Linked DNA regions of Macaca mulatta: region 2 is linked to region 1. A link is a contact called in public Hi-C data. All regions are on one chromosome and are shown on one strand. The core of a region is the stretch at or near the end of the contact, and the rest is flanking DNA. Distances in the headings are between cores, read along the strand shown.

Evidence for each region. A called contact is a pair of places that touch in the nucleus more often than the background predicts.
Region 2: a contact with region 1 is called in a Hi-C map of fetal cortex germinal zone, with 2.3 times the contacts expected there. The contact joins the promoter of SNAP91 here to the promoter of RIPPLY2 in region 1. A contact is called at or near these places in 2 of 14 Hi-C or Micro-C datasets (fetal cortex germinal zone and fetal cortical plate).

Annotation. Positions count from the first base shown.
Region 1 is chr4:101,977,552-101,983,715 of T2T-MMU8v2.0, forward strand. It overlaps RIPPLY2 (ripply transcriptional repressor 2), which reads right to left and starts at 2,440. Exons shown (of 3, transcript XM_077999712.1): 1 at 1-2,440. The coding sequence starts at 358.
Region 2 is chr4:102,117,377-102,123,540 of T2T-MMU8v2.0, forward strand. It overlaps SNAP91 (synaptosome associated protein 91), which reads left to right and starts at 2,952. Exons shown (of 30, transcript NM_001266001.2): 1 at 2,952-3,044; 2 at 4,205-4,364. The coding sequence starts at 4,235. LOC144340325 (a long non-coding RNA gene) reads right to left here and starts at 2,716. Exons shown (of 3, transcript XR_013416310.1): 1 at 2,436-2,716.

The DNA of each region.
Region 1 (6,164 bases), core at 1,190-3,689:
CGCTGGCACCGCGGGGTGGGGGATGGAGAGTGGAGGGGAGGAGCTGGGGAGGCGCAGGCGAGAGGGACAGGGGAAGCTGGGAGGCACAGAGCAGCGCGGAGAAGCCTACCCGGAGTCTGCGGCCGCGCGCCGCGTAGTGCGGTCGGTGGCCATGCACGCCGCGGCTCCACACTCTGTGCCCTCTGCGCCTCTTGCGGTCTCCATGGCGCCGCGGAGACTGGCGGAAGGCCGCTGCCAGCTCGCGGGCAATCTTGGCCAGTTCCAGTAGGTCCGAGACCCGAGCTTTATATAGCCCTCGCGGCCTGCTGCACATTGAGAGGTTCGCTCCCTCTCCGCCCCTCTCCCCTGCTAACCGCATAAACAAAAAGGCTGCGCGTGAAGGCGCACCAGGCTGAGCCCCGGGTGTGAACGCGTGCAACTTCCAGATGGCCCGGGATGGGGTTTTGTCGAGCGAATGTTAATCGCCCTTCGACACATGGCTGCGGTGAAAAACAACATTCGCCCGAGCAGCCAATTTCCGTGTGAAGAGGAGACGGAATTAAGCGAGTCTACACGTTTTGTGTATTTCTGCAAAAAGGCCAAGTAACTGGTTAATTGCTTGATTCACTGGAAACTCAGGACTTGCTTGACCTGTGGCAAATCAACTGGTTCTGCATCCCCTGTTCTAAAAGCTGGGATGCAGACTAGAATTCAAAGGAATGAACTTAATTCCTCTTCCTGGAACAATTTTTTTTTAATTGGGTGAATGGATGGACTCCTTAAGAAAGGAATGTCAGTTTTTAAAAAAAATGTGTTGATAAACTAGGTTCATACGTCAGCCTATTATTATCTGACGATAATAGAAAATTATTGGCAACAAGAGGTAAATTGTAAAAGATTCAGTGTTCTGGCTAAGAGAGCCAGAGACTGGAGTCATGTGATTTGCGCATATAACTCTAAATTATCTTCTCGTGTCTTTTGTGATTTTTCCCAATATTTTATCAGTATCCTTCTACAATGACTTTTGAGTTCGTCTATACACCTCTATCACTACTTGGTATTTTGTCACTCAATGGTAATTACAGAATTCTTTTTTGAGGGCAGGTGTTGTGGAATGATAATGAAATCTTGAAAAGTTATGATGTGAGACAAGTTAATCAAATGTCTGCACCCCTGTTTCTCTGATTTGAGTTACCCCTCACTTATCTACCACTAAACTTTGTAAAAAGTGTTATGCATCGAGGGAAAGATGATATATAAATGTTATGATTTTTTTCAAAATGTTTTAAATAATGAAACTGGACTTTCTCTTAAAAGTTTAGACAAAAATCTTGATTGTAAACTATAGTTGTCTCTGCTCTTCATTCAGCTACTGCATAGGAAAATAATTTAGTTATAATAATAGCTAAGAGCCTATAATGATCTATCTGCCAGGAAGGTGAGATTTGGGTTGCTTCTGATAAGAAAATCGGTAAGGATAGACACCTAACGCATGTCTCCATCCCGTACAGCTATTGTTAGGCTAAATAAAATAAAGCTTATAGAATGCATTTTGCAGTGCCTGACATATAGTAAGCCTTCAACAGATTTTAAGCTCTGTAAAAAATATAAGGCCTTAACAGATGTTAACCTTTCTGATAAAATGTCTTATTATTTCCCTTCCATAATGTAAATTAGTTCAATCATTGTGGAAGATGGTGTGGTGATTCCTCGAAGACCTGGAACCAGAAATACCATTTGACCTAGCAATCCCATTGCTGGGTATATACCCAAAGGAATATCAATCATTATTTTACGAAGATGCATGCATAATGTTTGTATGCATGTGTTCATTGCAGCACTATTTGCGATAGCAAACATAGGGAATCAACCCAAATGCCCATCAGTAATAGACTGGATAAACAAAATGTGGTACATACACAACACGAAATACTATGCAGCCATAAAAAGGAACAAAATCATGTCCTTTTCAAGGACATGGATGAAGCTGGAAGCCATTATCCTCAGCAAACTAATGCAGGAACATAAAACCAAACTACTGCATGTTCTCACTTGGAAGTGGGAGCTGAATAATGAGAACACCTGGACACAGGCAGGGAGAAAACACACACTGGGCCCGTCAGTGGTTGGGGTGGGAGGAGAGAGAGGATTAGCAAAAATAACTAATGCATGCTGGGCTTAATACTTAGGTGATGGGTTGATAGATGCAGCAAATCACCATGGCACATGTTTACCTATGTAACAAACCTGCACATCTTGCACATGTACCACAGAACTTAAAATAAAAATAAAAAATAAAAAAAATCTTTTTGAGGTGGCTGTAATGTGCTAACTACTGTGCTTTCCAGATAAGGACAGTAAGGTATTCCTCCTAACCTTGAGAAGACTACAATTATTACAAACTCTGGCCACTACAATAAACACATAAGCAAAAAAAAAAAAAAAAAAAAAAAAATTAAAGTGACACATTCAATAGTAAAAGCTCATTTTAGGCAGATAGGTGGGAGGAAATTAAGTCTGTTTGGCATAACCAGGAAAGCCTTCTTAGAGTAAATCAAATCTAAGTTGATATTTTTGGAAGGATTAATCAAAGAATGGTATTGTCTGGGTTGTTCAGGAGTGGGAGGAAAAGGAACTGGATATCTCTGGAGCAGAGATGCTGAAGAGATAGAAAGGGTTTGGACTATCAAGAGCCTAAAATGCTATGCTAAGTCATTTTGACTTTATTCTGTAAGCACTGATGAAAGATTTTAAGCAGGAAAGTGGAATGGCATTTTATAAAAATCACTCTGGCAGTCATATGGAAAATGGATTTAGGAAAGTCTAGAGACAGGGAGTCCATTTAAACAGCCACTGTAATAGTCTGGGCAAGAGATAGTAAGATGTGCACTAAGAATGGAGATGAAGCAATGGATTTGAAGGATACTTAGGAAATAGAACCTGAAGAATTACTTGAGTCATAAAATGTAGGTGGACTTGAAAGTGGAGTCTGGATATATTCCCAGGTTTCTAGCCCGGTTAAGTGAGTAAATGGTGATGGCTCAAACACAGACACAGAAAACAGGGAGCATAGGATAAAGAGCAGGTGAGGTTCTCTTGTGTTGTTTTATTCTGTTCATGATGTGCAGGAAAAAAATAATGAGTTTGGTTTTGAATCTTAAATCAGTCAGATGTGCTGGGCTATTTGGTGGTAACAAATAACTCCAAAATCTCACAGGCTTGAAATAGCAAAGGCTTATTTTTCACTCATGCCCTATATCCATTTTTGGTTGGTGTGAGGTCGGCTCTACATCATCTTCACTTAAGGATGTAAGCTGGTGGAGCCTCTTCCCTCTGGAATGTACAAGGAGAAAAGAATAAAATTATTTGAGTACAAGGTTTCAGAGGTTTCTGCCTAGAAGGGACACACATTTCACTGGCTAAAACTAGTCACATGACACACCAGTTTCAAAAAGCAAGGAAATGCAATTCTACCATGTGTTCAGAAAGAGGAGAAACAGAAATAAACAACATATAGGAGTGCCATCATCTGCCCTTCTGGCTACTAAATATTCAGTTCATCTTCCTTCCTACATGTAAAATACAGTCATCCCAAGGAGAAGAACTGAGAATAGATCTAAGACTTTGGAAGGCTCAGTAACATGTAGGTGGAGAAGATATTCAGGGGACAACCGGAGACATGAGGTCTGGAGTTTAGTAGAGAATTGAAGGCTAACGATTTAAATGTGAGAGTCATCAGCAAAAAAATGGCCATTAAAACAATAGGAATTGATTTGTTTTCCCAGGGAAATTGTGTAGGTTGAGTCCAGGACCAAGGACAGTAGCCTAGAGATCAACATTTGATTGTAAGGTGAGAAGATATGCAAAATAAAACAAACGAACAAAAAAACCCCATCTCACTGAAAAGGAGTGGTGAAGCTGGTAGAAAGTGCATCAGTAGGCCAGTCACAGTGGCTCACTCCTGTAATCCTGGCACTTTAGGAGACCAAGATGGAAGGATTGCTTGAGCTCAGGAGTTCAAGACCAGCCTGGGCAACATAATGAGAGCCCATCTCTATAAAACAAAATGTAAAAAATCAGTCAGGCATGGTGGTTCATGCCTGTAGTTCAAGCTACTCAGGGAGCTGAGGGCAGAGGATAACTTGAGCACAGGAAGTTGGGGCTGCAGTGGGGTGACAAAGCAAGACTCTGGAAGGAAAGAAAAAAAAGAGAGAGAGAAGGAAGGAAGGAAGAGGGAGAGAAAGAGAGGAGAAAGAAAGAGAGGAAAGAAAAAGAAGAAGAGGAAGAGGAAGAGGAAGAAGAAGAAGAAGAAGAAGAAGAAGAAGAAGAAGAAGAAGAAGAAGAAGAAGAAGGGGAGGAAGAGAGAAGAGATGAGAGAGTGTTTCAGTAAAGCAAGGTGCGAAAGTGTTTCAGTAAAGCAGGTGTGGTGGAAACATGGGATGAAAGAACTCCAATAAGGCAGGAGAGGTCCAACGCAGTCAGGGCTACCAAGAGGTCACATAAGATAAGGACAAGTGTTAATTGGATTTGGCAATATAACCCCTTATAAGGGATTATAAGTGACTTTAGAACAGTATCATTTGACTATATAGGGACAGAACCTTTTTTTTTTTTTTTTTTTTTTTACAGTAAGTTGAGTTGTAGATTAGAGGTGAAGAAGAAGTCAAAACAGTGAGTTGAGCAACTCTTTTGAGAGGAAAAATAGAGAATGTTGGGTCCATTAAGGGATCTTGTTTTTAGGGTGCAAAGACAAAAGTATGCTTATAAAAAGAAGAGAGCAGTCAGGAGAGGAGATGCTTCTGGAGAGACAGGGGCTGGATGATGGTTCATGGTCTCCAAAGAGGAAGGAAAAAATGAGAGCAATAGCCCTGAAGAGAATCCTCGTAAGAATGGAGTGTTTGAATCAGTGATGACCATAATCCAGGTCTGGGAACTCCCAGGAAACAAGTTTAATCAAGGTGACTACTTCTGGCATGGAGAAGGAGGGATCTACTGTAATGATGAGACATGAATCTGAGAGAATATCAGTTTTCTTAAAATTGTGAAAAAAAATGCATTACTGGAAAAAAGGAGAGCCAATTAATAAAAATATGGCCAGAGTTTTACTTGATCAAATTTAAGTCAACTGAGAAATAGAAATATGAATTATTAGAAAGATCTTAAACCTACCGTTTATATGTTAATTTAATGTATGCTGCCTGTTTATAGAGATCTTGAAGCTGATTTTCATGAGGCCGAGATCAATATGCTATTTTTCTTTTAGCTTTTTTTTTTTGCATTGTTTATCATTTCCTTCAAAGATGGAATTTCTTAGCTAAATCATTAAGGAGGATATTAACTATAAGCTATACCTAAAGAAGAGAAAGCCAGTACAATTTTCAGCCACATTATATTTATTTTAGAACATAGATATATACTTCTTATCCAAACTGTGCGCAATATGAGGATGTAAAGCTCTGTAAGGTAAATATAAAGAAATACAGCATCATAAAATAACATAATCTGAAGTATAACTTACTCATTTTACAGTTTAAATTTACTTTAGAATTGTATATTGAGTTCCACTAGTACATTTTTAAAATGTATTTTATGTAACATATCAACACACTTTTCATAACACACCAATGAGGTGGATCAAACTTAATAGTTCATTAGGACAAGCATTTTTTAAAACTTCATTTATTTAACAAGTATTACTGAACACCTACTATGTGCCAGGCACGATTTTAGGATCTTGGGATATGTTAAATGCACAAAACTGACAAAATTCTTATATTTTTATGGAGCTGCCTTCTAACAGACCTCTGTGCCACCAAACTTTATATTTTACTAAGAGAAAGTATTATAAATTTACCTTATACATGATGCTTGTGGGCCTAACATGCTTTTTTATTTTTATTATTTATTTATTATTATTATTTATTAATATTTGGCTCTTTGCATGACTATAATATGTGAGAAAGAAAGCATACTCTGGCAAAAGGGTACTAAATGATGGTCCCTGAGAAGGAAAAAGAGAAGAAGTCAAGACCACATTTAAAACATTCATATGAGCTTCTATATAATCCAGAAAACAGTAACCAATTAAAAGAAAAATTGGAGCTTGAACTAAGCTCCCACTTTGAATGTAACCTGGTGTTGCACCACCCATTTTGATGACCTCAGCCTGAATATGACTGATTCGC
Region 2 (6,164 bases), core at 1,702-4,201, 140 kb after region 1:
GCTTTGCCTGCAACCCACAAATTTTGATATGTGGGATTTTCATTATTATTTAGTTCAAATAAATTCCCAATTTTCCTTATGAGAAAATTAGACCCATGGGTTATTTACAATGTGCTAATTATCAGATATTTGGAGATTTCTATATATCTATCTGTTACTGATTTTTAGTTAAATTCCACTGTGGTGAGAGAACATAATATGTATGATTATAATCTTTTAACAATTAAAATACTAAGCTTCATGGCTTAGTATCAGTCAGTATGGTCAATCCTGGTGAATGTTCCACGCACACTTGAAGAAAGTATTCCACCACTGTTGGGTGGACTATTTTATAAATGTCAGTTAGGTCAAATTGGTCTGCAGGGCTACTTCTTTTTTTTTTTTTTTGAGACAGAGTCTTGCTCTGTCGCCCAGGCTGGAGTGCAGCGGCGCTGCAAGCTCCGCCTCCCGGGTTCAAGGCATTCTCCTGCCTTAGATTCCCGAGTAACTGGGGCTACAGGCACCCGCCACCACGCCAGGCTAATATTTTTTTTTTATTTTTATTTTTTGTATTTTTAGTAGAAACGGGGTTTCATCGTGTTAGCCAGGATGGTCTGGATCTCCTAACCTCGTGATCCGCCTGGCTGGCTCGGCCTCCCAAAGTGCTGGGATTACAAGCATGAGTCACCGTGCCCGGCCTACAGGGCTATTTCAAGTCACCTATACCCTTACAGGTTTCCTGTCTACTTGTCCTATTTATTACACAGAGAAAAGTTCTGAAATCCTCAAGTATAATTGTAGATTTGCCTACTTCTCCTTTTAATGCTATTAGGTTTTGCTTCATCCTATTTTGAAGCTCTGTTCTTAGCTATATAAACATGTAGAATTGTTCCATGCTCTTAATGAATTTTTCATTATGAAATGTGCCTGCTGGGCGGGCGCGGTGGCTCAAGCCTGTAATCCCAGCACTTTGGGAGGCCGAGACGGGCGGATCACGAGGTCACAAGATCAAGACCATCCTGGCTAACACGGTGAAACCCCGTCTCTACTAAAAAAAAAAAAATACAAAAAACTAGCCGGGCGAGGTGGCGGGCGCCTGTAGTCCCAGCTACTCGGGAGGCTGAGGCAGGAGAATGGCGTGAACCCAGGAGGCGGAGCTTGCAGTGAGCTGAGATCCGGCCACTGCACTCCAGTCTGAGCCACAGAGTCAGACTCCGTCTCAAAAAAAAAAAAAAAAAAAAGAAAAAACAAAAAAAGAAAAAAAAAAGAAATGTGCCTGTTTATTGCTATTAATATTGCTTATTGTAAAACTTACTTTGATATTAATATCGCCACTCCAACTCTATCAGATTATATTGAGGTATAATTAAAATACAACAAAATGCATCAATTTTAAGTGTACAAATTGATGAGTTTTGAGAAATACATGCAGTTGTATAATCATCACCGTCATGATACAAAATACTTCCATCTCTCCAAAAAGTTTCCTTCTACCCCTTTGCAGGCCCCTCCCTCAATGCCACCATCACCTGACTTGGCACCTGGTATGTTTTCTGTTTCTATAGTTTTGATTTTTCCAGAATGTCACATAAATGAAATCAAAATAATAAGTAGATTTTTTGATTGAGCTTCTTTCCTTTCATCTAATGCATTTGAGATTCATGAATGGTATTAGTTTGTTTCTTGTTATTGCTAAGTAGTATTCCATTATGTGGATATACCATGTCTTGTTTATTCATTTGCTAGTAGAATAACATTTGGCTTTCCTCCAGTCTGGGACCATTATATTAAGCTGCTATAAAACTGGAGTATAAGTTTTTTGTTGTTGTTGTTGTTGTTTTTTAAATAGAATTGCGTTATTTCCCCCGTAAATACAGTAAAACTAGTATTTGAGACAATGGTGCTCTTAAGCTGTCTCTCTTTAGTCATTAAGCTTCCAATTAGTGCTAGAATCATTCTCAACAGTCAGGAAATCATGACTGCATACTGAACACTGAACCAGGTGAAAGAGAGGAATATATAACAAAACCTTGAGATTGATAGGTATCCATACATGGCTTCAAGGCTGAGCAGAAGCCACCAGAAGCCAGGGGGAAAAATGCCAGGAAAGTTCACAAATATAGTTTTGATCTTCATGCTACTGTGAGAATTAAAAAAAAAAAGTTGAACATAAATAACAACCTTTGAAAATGTCAACATGTGAAGCTATTAACCAACTCCACATCCCTGTTTAGAAATTCCTGCTTACTATTCAAGTATACACTTGATATTCAATTGACGGATGTTCCAACACTATATTCAACTGGCAGAATTACTTTTAAAGGGTACGAAGGGTTTATCCTTATGCACTCAAATGATTACTGTCGAAGGTAACCTGGGACTCGATTAATGGCTGTTAATTATTCGCCCTTCAGCAGACCTCAGTATCCCTTTAAGACTAAAGTGGCTAGAATTACCGGCCCACCCGGGCTCCCAGTTGTAACTGAGACAAGCGGAGGAGCCTGAGGAGCTGAAGACGCACAGGTAACGGTCGCGGATGGCCGGCAGGATCTGACATTTAAAATCACCCTGCTCATCTGGGCCTGGGCGCCTTTGACAGGCGGGCGTGTCAGCGACAGTGTGGGGGAGAAGGGGCTGGGCTTCGCCAGGCAGCGCGCGACGACGCCCTTGCCTTGGCCTTCACCGAGTAGAACCCGAGAAGCCCACTCGCCTGGCTTGGCCAACGCCCCCACCGCCCAGGGCGCCCCCAGCAGTAGGCGGGCAGGTGTGCGCGGTGCGCGCTCCCAGTGCGTGCCGGGTGCGGAGCCAGCATCGGCGGGGCGGCCAGGAGCCCAGCGGAGAGCGGCGAGCTGGGTGGGTGTCGGCCTCCTCGCCTCCCCGCCTCCTTCTTCTCCCCTCCCGCTTGCCGGGGATGCTTGCGCGAGGCGCCCCCTCGCCTTTAAGCTCCCAGCCCCGGGGGGCGGTGTGTGTGAGTAGCTGGGAGGGGGCCGCGAGGCACTCCGCCGAGGGCTCGTCCGGGTTTGTCCGCCGCCGTCACCTGACTCGTCGGAGGAGCCACAGCTGAGGTGGGGGCGGGGATGGGGACGCAGCTTGGAGCGCTAGAGAGACGCGGCGGCGCTTGCAGAAGAGGCGGCGGCGGGCGGGTACTGGCTTCTGGGGCCAGGGGCGGCGGGTGTCGGGACCGCGGAGCTGAGGAGCGGGGCCCGGCCAGGGCTGGAGACTTTGCGCCCAGGGGCACCGGGTCTGCGCGCGGTCGCACACACCCACCAGCGCGGCTTCCCTCAGCTGCCCGGGCTCCGCTCATCCTGCGGCGGGCGGCGCCGCTCAGGGGCGGGGTGAGTACCCGCGGCCGTACTCGGCCCCCTCCCCGCGCCAGGGCCGCGCGGGGATCCACAGAGGATAATCCCAGGGTACGGAGAAGGGCAGCGGCCGGGTGACAGCTCCGCGGAGCGCTCCAGGGCGGGCGGGGGGGCTGGGCTGCGCTGTCAGCCCGGCTCCGCTCCAAATCCGGGAAGGGTGAGGTGCCCCAAGACTCCGGCGCCTCCGCAGCGCTCCCGGGCGGCCCCTGCGGCAGGAATTTGGAGACCGGGGGGGAAGGGGCCCGGGCTATCGGCCTCGGCGAGGCTTTGGAGCCGGCGGCGGGGAAGGAAGGGGAAGCGAGGGCATAACATGGCGCAATGCTAGGATAATCTCCTTCGCGACTGAGGGAGGACGAGCCCTTTGCTGCAGCAGCGCGAGGAGGAGGAGGGAGGCAGCCAGGGGTTGGGTAGCCGATGCATTCCCCGAAGCCTGCAGGCTGCTAGGAGGAAAGTCTGCGAAGGTGGGAGGTGGGCACCGGTGGGTGCGGCGCCCAGGGAATAACCCGGACGCACGTCGTGGCTAGCGCAGCACCCGCGTGTCAGGTTGCGGGGAAAGTGCTGATTGACAGGGGGGTCCCCAGGGGGCGAGTCTGGTCCTGTGTGGGGGTTGGGGGAGAATGGGGACGGTGTCACGATGCTGAGACTGGAGCCCACGCTGGGGTTCCGTGACTGCCCCACTCACGGCCAAGACTCCCTGGACCGCATCGCAGGAGCGGGGCTTGGCGCGTTGCTGGCTCCAAGAGGTGGTGCCAGGGTGGGGATGGAGGAGGAGAGAGCCGCCGCGCGGCTGGAGGAGGCAAGGCCTGGGTGCTTGGAGGGGAGGGTCTGCGGATTAAAGCCGGACCGTCTCCCCTTGTTTCCTGCAGAAGAGGAGGTGGTAGACGCGACCAGAGAAGATGTCGGGCCAAACGCTCACGGATCGGATCGCCGCCGCTCAGTACAGCGTGACAGGCTCTGCTGTAGCGAGAGCGGTCTGCAAAGCCACTACTCATGAAGTGATGGGCCCCAAGAAAAAGCACCTGGACTGTAAGCATCTCTTTATATAAGAGGGACATGCGCACGGCAGAGGCGCCTGGGATGCTGGTGGTGCGGCCTGTGCTCTTGGTCGATAATGCTGCGGCCTCTGATATTCCCAGCCAGGTTGCCCCTGAGCTGAAATTCTCCAGCTGTGGAGGTGTTCCCTTGGGTTAGTCCTGAAACCTTGTCTTGTGAGCCATTTTTTCCTCTTATTTAACTCCAAGGTCTTGGTGAAGGGGGAAAAATACACACACACACATTATGTGTATATACACACACACACACAGATTGTACACTCTGAATTAGATGTTTTGCACCTTTTTTTCTTTCTCCACCCACCCTCCCTTCTCCAAATTAGAGGAAATTAGAGGTTGCACAGTCAAAAAAAAAAAAGATGAATTTATGGAAGGTCAAACTTGTCACCCTAGTTCTTTCCTAAATACATTTCAGATAATTCTAAGATAGTATCATCTTTTTCAGTGTTGCTCCTGAGGATTTTTTTTGTGAGAGAGTGTGTGTATGTGTGTATGTTACCATACCAAACAAATGAATTCAAGATACTGAATGAGGAAATTGGACTTAATAGCTATGGCAATTTCATTTTACACATTCTGGTACATTTTGTCCCATTCTCAGAAAATGCTGGGTGAGATGACTATGCTATGGTCACAAAATGGATGTACTTCCCCAGCATCTGAGATGGTGCAATTTTAGATGGAAACATTTAATTCTTAATGTTGTTTTTGTAACTGGTTATTTGATGGAAAAGGCTTTATTCTACTCTGGAATCTGTACATTTCTGAAATACCTTAATTAACAGTAAATCTTTCGTCATTGAAGGATAAACAGAGGCACTTAGAAAAGAAAAAGGCTTTCACCTGCTTTGGGTGGTGAGGCTCCTCATAAGTCAGGCTATATGAGTGTATGTTCAGCAGTTGCTATTTAGTTCTCTTGACCTGCTTAGGATCTTCTGTTCTATTGTGATGTTTTTGGTAAAGGTCAGTGTTGGCATGAGAGACACAGGTATGGCCATAACCATTTCCTCAGCTGGCTTCCTTTGCTCATCTTCTGGGTTTTTTTGGCCTGAGGTCTTTTCCCTACTATCTCCTTTGTGCAGCTGAGAAAGTGGTACCAGTGTCAGAATTCACTCTCGCCCTGTTATCTGCATAAGTCAAGCTTGGTGGAGCTTACAACTGGACGTTGTAAGAGTTGGTCTAGCCTTCTGAACCTGTTGTCTCATAGAATTGAATAATTTTGTTTCTAGAAGCTGATCTGAGGAGAAAGTACCATTATGCCTTTCCCAAGGGAATGTTTAACAAAATTTGTTGATTACAGTATTATATGTTATATGTGCAGTACAAGATGAAAGAGGCCACCAGGGCCAGGGCACCTAACAGAAGTGGAAATTGTAAATTTATGACCAGCTCACTTTGCTGCAGCATGCTGAATCATTTAGCCATTTTCCCATCAGTTTCCCCAACTCTAGAAGGATGATTCATGTCTTAAAGGTGTGTATCAGTCTAGAAAATCCTCATAATAAAAAGGTATAGGTTATGAATTTGCTACATGCTGGTCTATAATGAAAATGATAAATCAGTATACTGATATATTTCAGAGAACATTCACAGGTTTGAACAGTTCATTAAAACATCATTCAGATAAAGACCGACTTCTCCAGATCTAAATATTTAGTCACATTAGTATTTTAGTGGAAAAGTCTTTTGAAAATTTTGAAGGTAGGAGGTTTTCCAATATGATTTCTAAGATGTGGAAAATAGGGGGAAGAGATTCCATGTTATAAAAGAAAGC